2 separate regions of the Mus musculus genome follow, and region 1 is linked to region 2. A link is a contact called in public targeted proximity ligation data. All regions are on one chromosome and are shown on one strand. The core of a region is the stretch at or near the end of the contact, and the rest is flanking DNA. Distances in the headings are between cores, read along the strand shown.

Region 1 (5,976 bases), core at 3,403-5,902, 1.5 Mb after region 2:
CATGCTGAATAACCAGGCATGAATAACTACAGACATGTACCACTCTTCATGGTTTGTTTTGTTTTATCTTTTTCTTTTTTTTTAATTACAAGATTAAACAATTAAATGAGAATAATCAGACATCGAATTGTAGATACATAAACTAAGGACAATTGTAGATACATAAACAAGTAAGGATGGAGCTTCATCTGACAGCTCCTGGGAAATCCCAGAGCCCGGTGCAAGGCCTAACATACAAGCTATATTACGGAAGGTCTAAACCAGACACAGAGGAGGGTTGCGAAAGCATCTGATCTCTGCACCCAGGAGGCAGAGGCAGACTGAGCTCAGTGTATTCCATCCAGGCAAGCCTGGGCTATACACAGTAAGTTCCAGACCAGCTAGAGCTAGACAGGGAGACTCTGTCTCAAAAAGAAACAGATAGAAGCAAGCAGAAGCAAGGGAAGAAGAAAGCAGAAAAGAAAAAAAGAAATGTCTACAGGGCAATTCTGAATGCTCCCCTTCTCCCCCAACTCTTGTTGTGGGGAGGGGAAATGGGGGAGAGGTCTCTCCTTTCAAGATCTACCAGAATTTGCCTGGGCTGCCTCCTACCACCAATGGCCCCTTGTTGGGTGCAGGCTGCTTAGCCTGAAAGATGCATCATTGCTTTGTTGTTTAATGTCCCTTGCTATCTGTGACGCTTCACACTGACATAGGCTATGGAACCACACAGGGGACAAGCGTCCAGATTTACCCATGAGGATCATCTAGAGTAAGTCAGCCTTTAAGAATGCCTGGAGGGAAGCCGGGCGTGGTGGCCCACGCCTTTAATCCCAGCACTCGGGAGGCAGAGGCAGGTGGATTTCTGAGTTCGAGGCCAGCCTGGTTTACAAAGTGAGTTCCAGGACAGCCAGGGCTACACAGAGAAACCCTGTCTCGAAAAACCAAACCAAAAAAAAAAAAAAGAATGCATGGAGGGGTTAGTTCATATTATTGTTCCACCTATAGGGTTGCAGACCCCTTCAGCACCTTGGGTACTTTCTCTAGCTCCTCCATTGGGGGCCCTGTATTCCATCCAATAGATGACTGTGAGCATCCACTTCTGTGTTTGCCAGGCACTTGGCATAGCCTAACAAGAGACAGCTATGTCAGGGTCCTTTCAGCAAAATCTTGCTGGCATATGCAATAGTGTCTGCTTTTGGTGGCTGATTATGGGATGGATCCCCGGGTGGGGCAGTCTCTGGATGGTCCATCCTTTCGTCTCAGCTCCAAACTTTGTCTCTGTAACTCCTTCCATGGGTATTTTGGTATCCCCAGAGCTCGTGTCTCTAGCTGTATACGTAGCAGAAGATGGCCTAGTTGGCCATCATTGGGAAGAGAGGCCCCTTGGTCTTGCAAACTTTATATGCCCCAGTACAGGGGAACACCAGGGCCAAGAAGTGGGAGTGGGTGGGTAGGGGAGCAGGGTAGGGGTGGGGTATAGGGGACTTTCAGGATAGCATTTGAAATGTAAATGAAGAAAATACATAATAAAAAATTGGGGGAAAAATGCCTGGAGGGATTACATTGATTAGGTTAACTGAGTTGTAAACACTGATCCTAAACAAGGGCCGCACCATCCTGGTTTGAGTACTCCATCTGGATAAAAAGGAGGATGCTATCTGAGTGGGAGCATACATCCTTCTCTCTCCTGGACTGCAGAGGTCATGTGGCTTGCTGTATCCAGAAGTTTCCTGCTGTGGTAGAGTACACTCACGCACTGTGCGGCAAATGAAATCCTTGATCTTTTAAATTGCAACAGAAAACAAACAAACAAACAACTAAGTAAGCCATGCCTCTAGACTCTTACAGTAAGTCCTCTGCCCTTCTCTGCCTCTCCATCTGGCTCCTGTCTTCTCAGTGTTGCCCTTTAAATTAGGAGCAATGTGGTCTTACTCCACTGCTACAGAAAACCTGCCTAACACAGGAAGAGAGTCTGTGGGAATTTCTGTCTCAGATCTCAGTGCCATTAGAAACAGCACATGTTAGTTTCCTGAGCACTGCAGGCCTTGCTGGTGGTCTTTCATCTGTCTGCATGAGGCAGAGAATCACAGGACCTCCCCTTTTCGGTAACTCTACAGGAGCCTAGGACCTGTATACCAGCTTACTTTTCTTTTCCTTTTTTACTATTCTTCCCTCTCTGCCCCAAGCCTTTGTCTTCTCCCTCTCCCCCAACTCTCTCTGATAATTTGAATGTTTAGAAATATTTTGGAGAAGAGAGAGGGTGTAAACAAAGCAGCAAGTGACAAATTAAAACTTAGATATAGTCTCAGGAATGCCCAGCTTCTTTGGAGACCTTCATCCCCGTGACTTGCCAAGGGAAGAAAGCACAGTACACCTGCTGTACCCTAACCAGGGGTGTTCAGCATGGCTGTGCATAAAGCAGTCTGGCTGGGGGCCAGAAACCTGGTTCTTTGAGATTCCTATCCAGTTGTAAAATATTCAGGGCTCCTCACACAGGAGCAAAGCACAAATCCTGGAGTCAAACATCTGAGTTGCACTCCTCTATGACCCATACATCACCACCCCATTGCTGAGAGGAGATGAGTTAACTTGTTGTGCCTACTCCCCCTGGACACTGGGAATAAAAAAACAGTTACTGACCTGGTAGGTTACTGAGAAGTGAATGAATTCAAACACGTATGTGTGACTAGACAAGCGCCTAGCACACAGTACATGTGGGACAGTATGAAAATAAAACTTTCTGTTTTCAAGTAAGCAAGCACAAAGCTTAAGTCCTACTGACACTAATATTTCTCATTATCCATTACTAGGTAAATAAACCGACTTTCATGGCAACTCTATGTTTGGGCCTCACTTATAAATCCAAAGTGAAGTCAAAGTTCTCTCTAAATAGTAAAAATGTTTAGCCATGTGTTTTCTGGTTTGCTGGAGAGGAAAAGGCAGAGATGTAAACAACAAAACTGGTTCCCAGAGCAAACCTCGACTTAGTAACAGGCTGGGTCCTAAACCACACCCAAGGGTGCATGAACACACAAGTTCACAATCACGTACACAGGGGCAGGCTCCTGCCAACACTCACAGACTCAACACTGACTTCACTTTTACTGTGTCTGGGGGAATGAAAAACTTCACGAACCGATTCTCGGCACATTCTTCAAAATCAAGAGCTTTGTTCAGCCATCAAAGAACTCAGCTTAGTTGGACCCTCGAGGTACTTACTGACTTACAGCAGAGTTTACAAAACTGCCACCTCATACATCCGCATCTAAATTGCAAATTGCAAACTTCTCAGATTTCACGTCGAGGGCAGCCTCAACCAGCACCCGCCCAGCCTCTGCTCAGGCCAAAGCCAGTCTGAGCCACTTCCTTCATATTCCGGCCCTACAGAATTTACGTCGACAGCGAATGCCTGTTTCACAAATATGTGTGCATTATTTTCAAAGTCAGGGGCTTGATGCTGCCACAAAAGAAGGAAACTGGATAATTATTGAAGTTGAAGTGACTGTCACTTTAGTAAAACAAACAAACAAGCAAAGCAAAACCAATAAAACAACCTCAAGGGCAAAAAAAAAAAAAAAAAAAAATCACTGAAGCAGCAGCATAAGCAGCTATAAAAGTTGATGTAAATGGCTTTCAGCCTTTGTAATACCAAAGCTGCAGGAGATTAGGAAAAGGGGTCTGGGAATTCATCAAACATTCATCTCCCATTTTTTTACGATCCCTGTCAATTCCCTATCCAAATGAAAATTCCCACGAGTTTATTTAGTCTCGTTTCTCCATATCACAGAAAACACTCTAAGAACAACGTTTTTAAAAGTGAACCAGGAAGGGCGGTCAAGAAAACTGCTTTGAGGAACTTCGTACTCTCTCCAGTTTAGTTCGCGAGAGTCACCCTAAGCAAAAACACTAGGATGCATGACAGAGCGACACTGCCTAAAGCTAGGAGCCGAGAGGGTTGCAGCCCGGCTGTCCCGCTGGCAGCGCCCGAGCAGCTCTCCAAAGCTCCCGGGAGACCTCGGGTCCCTGGCCCGCTCCAGCCCGGGCGCAAACCCCACCCAGCCGCAGCGCACTTCCCGTTCGCCTGCCGGTCAAGAACTCCAACTTGACAGCGACAGGGCGAAATATGAGGAAGTGGCCGCGACCGAGGTGCTGCCACCACACCGCTAGAACGTCCTGGCGAGCCGTGTGGACAGAGTCCGAGGACGCTCCTCGGGAACTCGAGCACCGGGTCCCGCAGCCTGGAGACCCGCACGCGCAGCGCACACCACTCTTACCTGGTTTGACCGGTTTGGGAGGTGGCTTGGACATGGCGCTACACGGAGCGACCAGGCTCAGCCGCGGGAGCCCCACACGCACACGAGAACTGGGCGCCAAGCCTGCGCTGGCCGCGGCCGCTCCGGATCCGCGCGCAACCCGATGCGGGACACTCGGACCAGCGAGCTCCGCAGACAGCCCGGCCTTCCCACCAGGAAGTGGCCGCGCCTCGCCGGCTGCTGATTGGCTGCGGCGGGGAGCCCGGCCGAACCTCAGAGGTCCAGCCTGCTCCGGCACGCCGGAGCCCCGCCTTTCTCTTGGGGGAGGAGCTTTACAGTAGCCACGCCCTCAGGCCCTGCGTAGGGGAGGCTATGAAAGCGCAGTGGACTTCGCTGCCTAGGTGAGCACCGGGCAGTGGTAGGCATGAAACGCTCTTGAAGCTTGCTCTGCGACCCTGCTGGGAAGGATTCGAACCCGCTTCGGTGAGTACCCACTGCCTGCTGCGTACACACGGCGAGGCCTGGGAATCTTCAAGAGTCTCCTTCGCTGTATGTACCAGGAACCTGATCGTGTCTAGGGAAACCGCGGTGGGACTTAGATGCTCCTAAAAAGCAACTAGACACTGCTAGCTGTAGGAGACCCCACATTTGCTAGCTGGAGAATCGGGTCTTGATCCCCCACGGGACAGGACAGCTTTTTCTACAGCATCTGGTTAACAAACTCCAACCCACTTGCTGCCTGGCTTTTATAAAGACTTCTAACAGTGCTTTTGGCGTTTTTTAAATAGCTGAGACAAAAGCATAGTATTTTGTGGCACACGAAAGTTAGGGGAAACTTAGATTTCCGTGACCATAAAATTTTATTAGAACACAGCATGCTCGTTTGCTTATGCATTGGCTTTCTTATTACAATTTCAGAGTTGAATAGTTACCCGCGAAGTCAAAACTATACTACTGGCTGGTACTTTATACAAGTTGCCCAACACGAGAGTTTATGTTCACACATAAGTAAACTCACAATGTCACAGTCAATATTATATGCCTATTGTATATTAGGGGTAATAAAAATGAAAATACTGGTTATGTAAGAAACTACAGGGTCAGCACAATGGTCCAGCTGCCCCTGCTGCCAAACCTGATGAGCAGAGTTCAGCCTCTAGCACCCACACTTTGGAAAGAGAACTCCCAGGAGACCTATGACCTGAGCATGTGTTCTGTGGTGAACCATGGCATGCACCTGCCCACACACATGCACCGCAACCTAGATACAAATGTAAGAAAGCAACTTTTTAAAAAAGAACCTCCACAAAATGGACCTTCAACATGTCTATTGAAGGTTAATTTACGGGGAAAAAAGTGACTGAAACTTCAAGGGGCAAAGGTTAGCAGGAGCTTGGTCATGGCTATGCCCCCAGGCCTTGCTTACCAGGAACTCTACCTGTGGGGGATTTCTGCTTACCAAAAGGGTTCAAAGTTGAAATTAGTCCTATTCATGGGAGCGTATCCAGATAACTGTAGCCTGAACCTCACGGAAGTCCTGAAACCTGGGCCTTGAAGTCATCTGAAGAGCATGTGTGTTTGCTCTTGTGTTTCTCAGATTTGATTGATGGTGGAGTTCTTGCCGCCTGCTGACTCTTCCCATCCTCCTGGGAATCATTCTGTGCTTTAGAAGTCTCTGTTCAGAGTGGAATAGATTGAATATAAACATAAGCCAACTATGAAGAAGATTTAACATTTCACT
Region 2 (6,294 bases), core at 1,312-3,811:
TTTCCTTGAGACAATCTTTTCTTTAAGATTTCATCACTTTTGCAACAAACGCATCATTAACCACTGGCCCCACCTCTTCTCTGGAAACAGCAAGGCTCCTGAGGTGCCCATGCTCAGTGGTCAGCTCTGGGTGGTACCACGAGGCTCACTTGTGCAATGATGCTGCCAACAAATGCAAATGTGTCTGTGTCTCCGAATCGTTGCACGCTGTTCTGTGTCAGGGTGGCATGGGGGTTTTGTAAAATACATTTTGTGGTCCTCACATGCACAGGAAAGCCTGCAGATAAACCGTCCCACCAGTGCAGAGTATGAATCATGGCTCCTCCTCCTGCTTTCCGGTGTCCTCTGTCTCTTACTGTATTTTCTGGTAAAAGGCCTCTTCCCTTAGAGAGTCCTTCAGGAGACGCTTCATCTTCCGTTCTCCCTGTGAGACCCCGACCTCCTGTTGTCCTCCAGAGCTGGGAGGACACAGGTCATGGGGCCCAGAGTCTGCCATCACAGGATCAGACAGTCATCTGCTCTGTCGTTTTCCTGCATCGGTGATGAGCATGACATAAGATGACAAGTATTTACATAGGCACTGGCCATGGGAGGCATCTGTCCCTGCTGTGTGTGGTGTCTATGGAGAAGTGGCACCAGGAGTCTAGCATGATGACCGCAGGGTATCGATAAGGTTAACAGTCATCAACACCAAAATAGTTTTGAATGTTTTATTGGGAAGTGCAAACCAACATCCTACTATTAAATACCAAATGGGAGGGGGATTTCATCACTTCTCATAGAGTTGGTTTTAAGATCTTATACTTGTGTTTAGCTATGGAATACGCAGGGCCTGCTCTGATAGAATAGCTGGGCTCTAGTGAAGTTGTCCTGGGTATTATTAATTTTGTTTTTATGCTGGCATCTAGGCACCTAGATTTGAGATGACTATAGGTTTAGATGCTGGTGTCTGAGTAGTAAGGAGAGGATGGTCTGTGAGAGACACAGGTGGTATGGACAGAGGGGAGGGGAGCTGGTGTTCTGTCGTAGCACTAAGAATAAACCTGATGGAGTGGGTCTGCTGGGGAGGGGGCAAATGGAGAACAAATCATAGCTTTTTAAGAACCTTGGGGTTCTTGTATGCTAAGCAGTCAGCTTATACCTCTAGCACTTTTAAATTTTATTTTGAAACAGGGTCTTACTAAATTTTTCTGTCCACAAATTTGTGATTCTCTTGTCTTCATCTTTAGTTTCTGATATATTATATATTGTGAAGAGATTAAAGTCATTAATGAGCAGCTGCACAGCTTTTCTCTGGACAATGGGAGAGGTACCTTGAGGACAATTCAAGGATTGGCTGTATCCAACCCATGGCAGCCTTCAAGCTGTTAAACTACAAACCCATTTGAAAGACTTTCCCTTTAAAAGAGGGTTTTCTCCCTCAGGCTTTCCATCCATACAAGGCTGCACAGGGAGTACTCCCCCCAGGTTTAACCACTGGCGGCTGCTGCAGATGTGATCCTGGGCTGCCTGGTTGGCACTTGAGCTGTTGGCAGGACTCATTTTTATACACACTGTGCTGCTCATAAAGGTATGCAGAATACCATTGTTATAGTGCTACAGAGGCCTTCACCTGTATTTTCAGAAAAGCCTCTGACTCCAGGTAATGTGTAGCAAGGTCAAGTTTCCTGTGAGGAGGCCCTAAAAAGGCTTTATGTAATTCTGGGAGGTATACCTAAGTTAAAAATGGAGACCTAAATTCTTGAATATGCCAGATGTGTTGTGATGTCTGCCAGGAACAGCTATAGACACTTAGTGGAGCTAGTCCCAGGAGAGAGGCAATGTAAGCTGTAAACAGTAAGGTCATGTGGATGGGAGTGCCCGAGCCTACAGGAGCCCATACCACGTCACCGATTGCCTTAGGTGCCAGACGTGATTTAATGCTTTCCCTGCTGGGTTCAGTCTTGCTTTGGGCTTACATTTTCTCTCCGTGACCCTATTTTTCAACTTCGAAATGGGGACTTTTCCCCTCAGTGCCATTGTATCATGCAAGTATGTACCTTTCTTCCTGAGTTTATTAAGGTTCACAGTTAAGAGTTCGTCTTGAAGCCGGGCAGTGGTGACGCACGCCTTTAATCCCAGCACTTGGGAGGCAGAGGCAGAGGCAGGCAGGTTTCTGAGTTTGAGGCCAGCCTGGTCTACAGAGTGAGTTCCAGGACAGCCAAAACTGCACAGAGAAACCCTATCTCAAAAAACAAAAACAACAAACAAACAAACAAACAAACAAACAAAAAAGAGTTCATCTTGGGTCTTTGAGAGACTTTGAACTTTTACTTTGGAGAATTTTGGGGAGCTGTGGGGACTGTTGATGCTGGGCTCAATGGATTTGGCACTTTGGGATGTGACTCGGGAGATGGGGGATGATGTTAATCTAAAGTACACCCGACGGGCTCATGTTAGAATGCTTATTTCCGGAATAGAATGTGGCGAGTGTTTTGGAAAGCTGCAGAGGCCTTAGGAGGTGTGGCTTAGAGAGGAAGTAGGTCATTAGAGGCAGACCTTGGGGTATTAGAGCTGCTACTGGCTCCTGCCTTTTAGTCCCTGCCCAGTTTCCTGTTCTGTGGTGATGTGAACAGCCTCCACCACACACTCCCCCTGCCATTGACGGAGCTGTTCCTTCACGCCTTCACACCATACTAGTCTGAAATGGTTTATTATTTCTGTCAGACAATATGGTCACTGTGATGTGTTAAGTACAATCTACAAGGCCAGAGAGGTCTGCACATGCTACCTGACTCTCAGTGGTCCCCAAAGTTTGTTCCACATGAATGTATTAGTCCAAGAACAAAACAACAATGAAAAGAAAAAAGATAGGAAAAACTTGCTTCCTTGAAATGAAACAAAGCTGAACAGATTTATGCTTTATAGAGTGTCTCGGGGTCTGTACCAGGGCCACGTACATTCTAAGGTCCCTGAAGTGGGGGACCCTGAATCATCTCTGCCATTTCCCACTATCATTTCACCCAGAGGTCTTTGGATTTCATCAGTAGTACTGAGTACAGATTTGAGCAACAATGGTTTAAATGTGTGCCACCGTCTCACTCTGGGTCTCATTTGCCCCAGGACACAGGAGACTTGAATCCCAGTCTCCCCTGTTCATTTGCACTATGTCTTCCAAACTGGAACTGCAGGGTGGATTCCAGAATCTACCTCTGTTTTGCAGTAAGCTGGCTGCTTCTAGGCTTCTCCCAAGAGCCCTCTGGGGGGTTAACAAGATGGTGACTGCGTGGTGCTAAACAGATAAAGGGATTTAATGCCAGAGGAAAGCAGGAAATAACTGACCCATGGGGAAGGAAGAAGACAATGGTGGGATGCTGGTCACCAAAGACACAAGTGATTTAAGGCTTTTCTGTTGCTGTACTCCTCGTACCGTACCGTCTGCCCTGCAGGAACTGATGTTATACTTGTCTAGACAGAATCTTCCCTCTTCACATATGGAACAGGCACAGAAAGCGCTCAGGGCATGGCTCAATGAGAGAACACTTGCCTTGATTTTTGCAAGACCCTGGGATCAATTCCAGGACTAGAGGGGAAAATGTAAAGATGTTTTTTGAGCCAGGGAGGTATTTAGGAGAGTCCAAGAGTTTATTTATTTTGATTCAATTTGATTTTTATGTTCCTCAGGGACAAGAGTAACATAACTAAGCAAAGACTAACAAAGAAAACACAGAGCTGAAAACAAAAGCAAGAATAGAGATAGTCATTCTAACAAAATAGACAAACAGGAATAAAAGAAACCAGTGTGTATGTGTGTGTATGTGGGGGTGGAGGGTAGACCCCTGGGGCTGAGAAACCGTTAAATGATAGTGGACAGGTGCTGAACACTGGATCCAAAATGAGATGGAACTAGGTCAATTTAAGATAGCCGACTACAAAAGATGGGTCAGCAACTGCAGAGAGAAGCAGGTAGTGCTGCCAGAGCCCAAGTTATTTTCATTTCTCCTCCGCTTCCTGAGATTAGATCATCAGAAAATGCTTGGGAAGATGAGCAAATCTGATGGATACATGGCCAGAGGGCAATAGTGGCTGTGTAGCGCTGGCTGGCTGCAGCCTGAGCTTTCCACCAGAGCAAATATTGCTACAGAAAAACCAAGGGAAATTATGACGTCCTTAGACCGCTCCTGCTTTATTTCTACTATGTATTGAATTTGTCTAAGTAATGTTTTCTAGAAACGCTTGGCTTTGTTTGTTTATATTGCTTTGTTCTTTACACTTGTTTTGGGGGTGGTCATGCACGAAGCAGTCAGAGGACGGTTGGCAGGAGGACTCTCTACTTTTGTCATGTGGGTCCTGGTGACTGAATTCATATTATCAGACTTGACCACAAGCTCTATATTGGCACAGCTCTCTTTCCTGACCCTCCACTGTTTTGCTGTGGGACAGGCTCTCATGTATCCCAGGCTGACCTTGAACTTGAAACGCAGCTAGGATCGTCTTGAACTTCTGATCCTCTTGCCTGCACTTTCCATGCACTGGAATTATAGGTATCTACCATCACGCACCATTTATGGAAATTCTTAAAGAATTTTATTATTTTCAAATTCTTTTTTATGTTCTAATATTGCCAAAGGCTTGTTTTTTTTTAAAGTTTAAACTACAGAAAAATAAAGAAATGTCTTTCTTCTCTATACCTACCCCATGTAGACATTCATAATTGAGGGTATATTTTGTTCTACACACACTTTAAAAAATGGGTGTAATGAATTTTATGTAAATAGTAGCACTCAAAGCATGCAGCTTTGTTAACTTGGACTCTTAAGTATACATATCTTAAATATTATTACATACCAATATACTTAGAATTTTTCCATAGTGAATGCCATATTATAGTTGACCACTTTCTTATTGATGGCCATTTAGATTAGCTTTTATTTTTTAAAAAAAGTAATTATTTCATTTCCAAATGTGTGTGTGTGTGTGTGTGTGTGTGTGTGTGTGTGTTTCAGTGGAAATTTTCCTTAAGTAACTAAATAAGCAGCCAGTGACCAAGGCCTAGGGGAAAAATGTATTTTTTAAGTTTTTGTTTTTATTTTGTTTTTAACCACATGAAAGATGACAAGAGAGTCTCCACTGGACCTAATGTTTCCTTGAAAGTCTCTGCTATAACCCTAAGATACTAAACAACCATCACCCAGTCTGTATGCACAGAAGACTAAAGAAGAAGAGAGAGAGGAAGTTATTGAAGAGAATTGCCTGTCTGGGAAAAATGGGGTGTGGCTTTCTGTCCCTCCAAAGCCAAGCGAGGGCGGTTCTCTCTGGATGAAGATGGGATACTTCCACAAGGTGACCAGGGTTGTACTTCCAGCTGGCCCACCTGCTCAGACCAGGGCATTGTGGTTCTGGCTTCATCTTGCATGGATGTTTAGGAAAAGGTTGAATCATCATCTCCTGTCTGTCAATTTCAGACTGCTCAACAACAAGGTTGTTTAGTTGTTTTTTTCATGCTAAACATCTTTGTATATGTGCTCAGATAGACATGATCATTCTTAGAATGGCGTGTCAAACGCTGTCCCACTGAACATTTTGTTAAATATAGCCAAAACAGCGCCCCAATTTACACCCTTTATCAGAGCACAGACACATTTAGGAGTGCTATTTGCACCAATATTAAAGCTTCACACTTTAAAATAAAATGCATGCAACATCAAGAAAGCAAAATGCTTTTCTGTCTCTTTCATTTTGGAGCAGAGGTTGGCAAACACAGCCCTGTCCGGGTCAGGGTTAGCCTACCACCTATGCTTTACCTTGTGGGAGAGGGAAAGACTTGGCAGACATTGAATTAAGAGCCAGGTTCCACCCCTTTCTCCTGGATCACAGTGTACCCACTCACTTCTATACCATCGTAGATGCTTTGTGTTCAGTGGCAGAGATGATGTGTGGCATGTAAACTGAACACACTTAGAATCTTTATAGGCAAAAACAATCAAAATGAAACAAAACAACAACAAAACAAAACAACAACAACAACAAACAGAAACAAAACCCCTCCACTGTATCCAGCTCTGGAGCAGGAAGACACAGGTCCTCCACCACACCCTTTGGGTGGGCGTGTAAAACTGCTGGGGCAGCAGTTGAAAATGTGTTTGTGTATTTTACTGTCGCTATTATTTCTGGTGCCAGATCATCCCACGTCTTAGTGTCCTCACACCCTTCAGCTCCAGGGAGAGGAAGCAAAGGCATGATGGTGTGGCGTGAATCCAACCCCTGAGCCAGCTGCAGGTGGGGCTAGGAGGAGCCTGTGCACTGCTCTTCAAT

The links.
Region 1: a targeted proximity ligation map of embryonic stem cells shows a contact between it and region 2, with 7 times the contacts expected there. A contact is called at or near these places in 6 of 39 promoter capture datasets (the C10 cell line, cranial neural crest, hippocampal neurons and 3 more), 8 of 130 datasets of targeted methods (acute myeloid leukemia, bone marrow-derived dendritic cells, embryonic stem cells and 3 more) and 1 of 9 other capture datasets (adipose tissue).

Annotation. Positions count from the first base shown.
Region 1 is chr19:18,627,364-18,633,339 of GRCm38.p6, forward strand. Nmrk1 (nicotinamide riboside kinase 1) reads left to right here and starts at 4,653. Exons shown (of 9, transcript NM_145497.2): 1 at 4,653-4,718. It overlaps Ostf1 (osteoclast stimulating factor 1), which reads right to left and starts at 4,450. Exons shown (of 10, transcript NM_017375.3): 1 at 4,257-4,450. The coding sequence starts at 4,290.
Region 2 is chr19:17,150,125-17,156,418 of GRCm38.p6, forward strand. All of the region lies in intron 9 of Prune2 (prune homolog 2), which reads left to right. Among named protein-coding and RNA genes, the nearest start is that of Prune2, 200 kb to the left of the region's middle.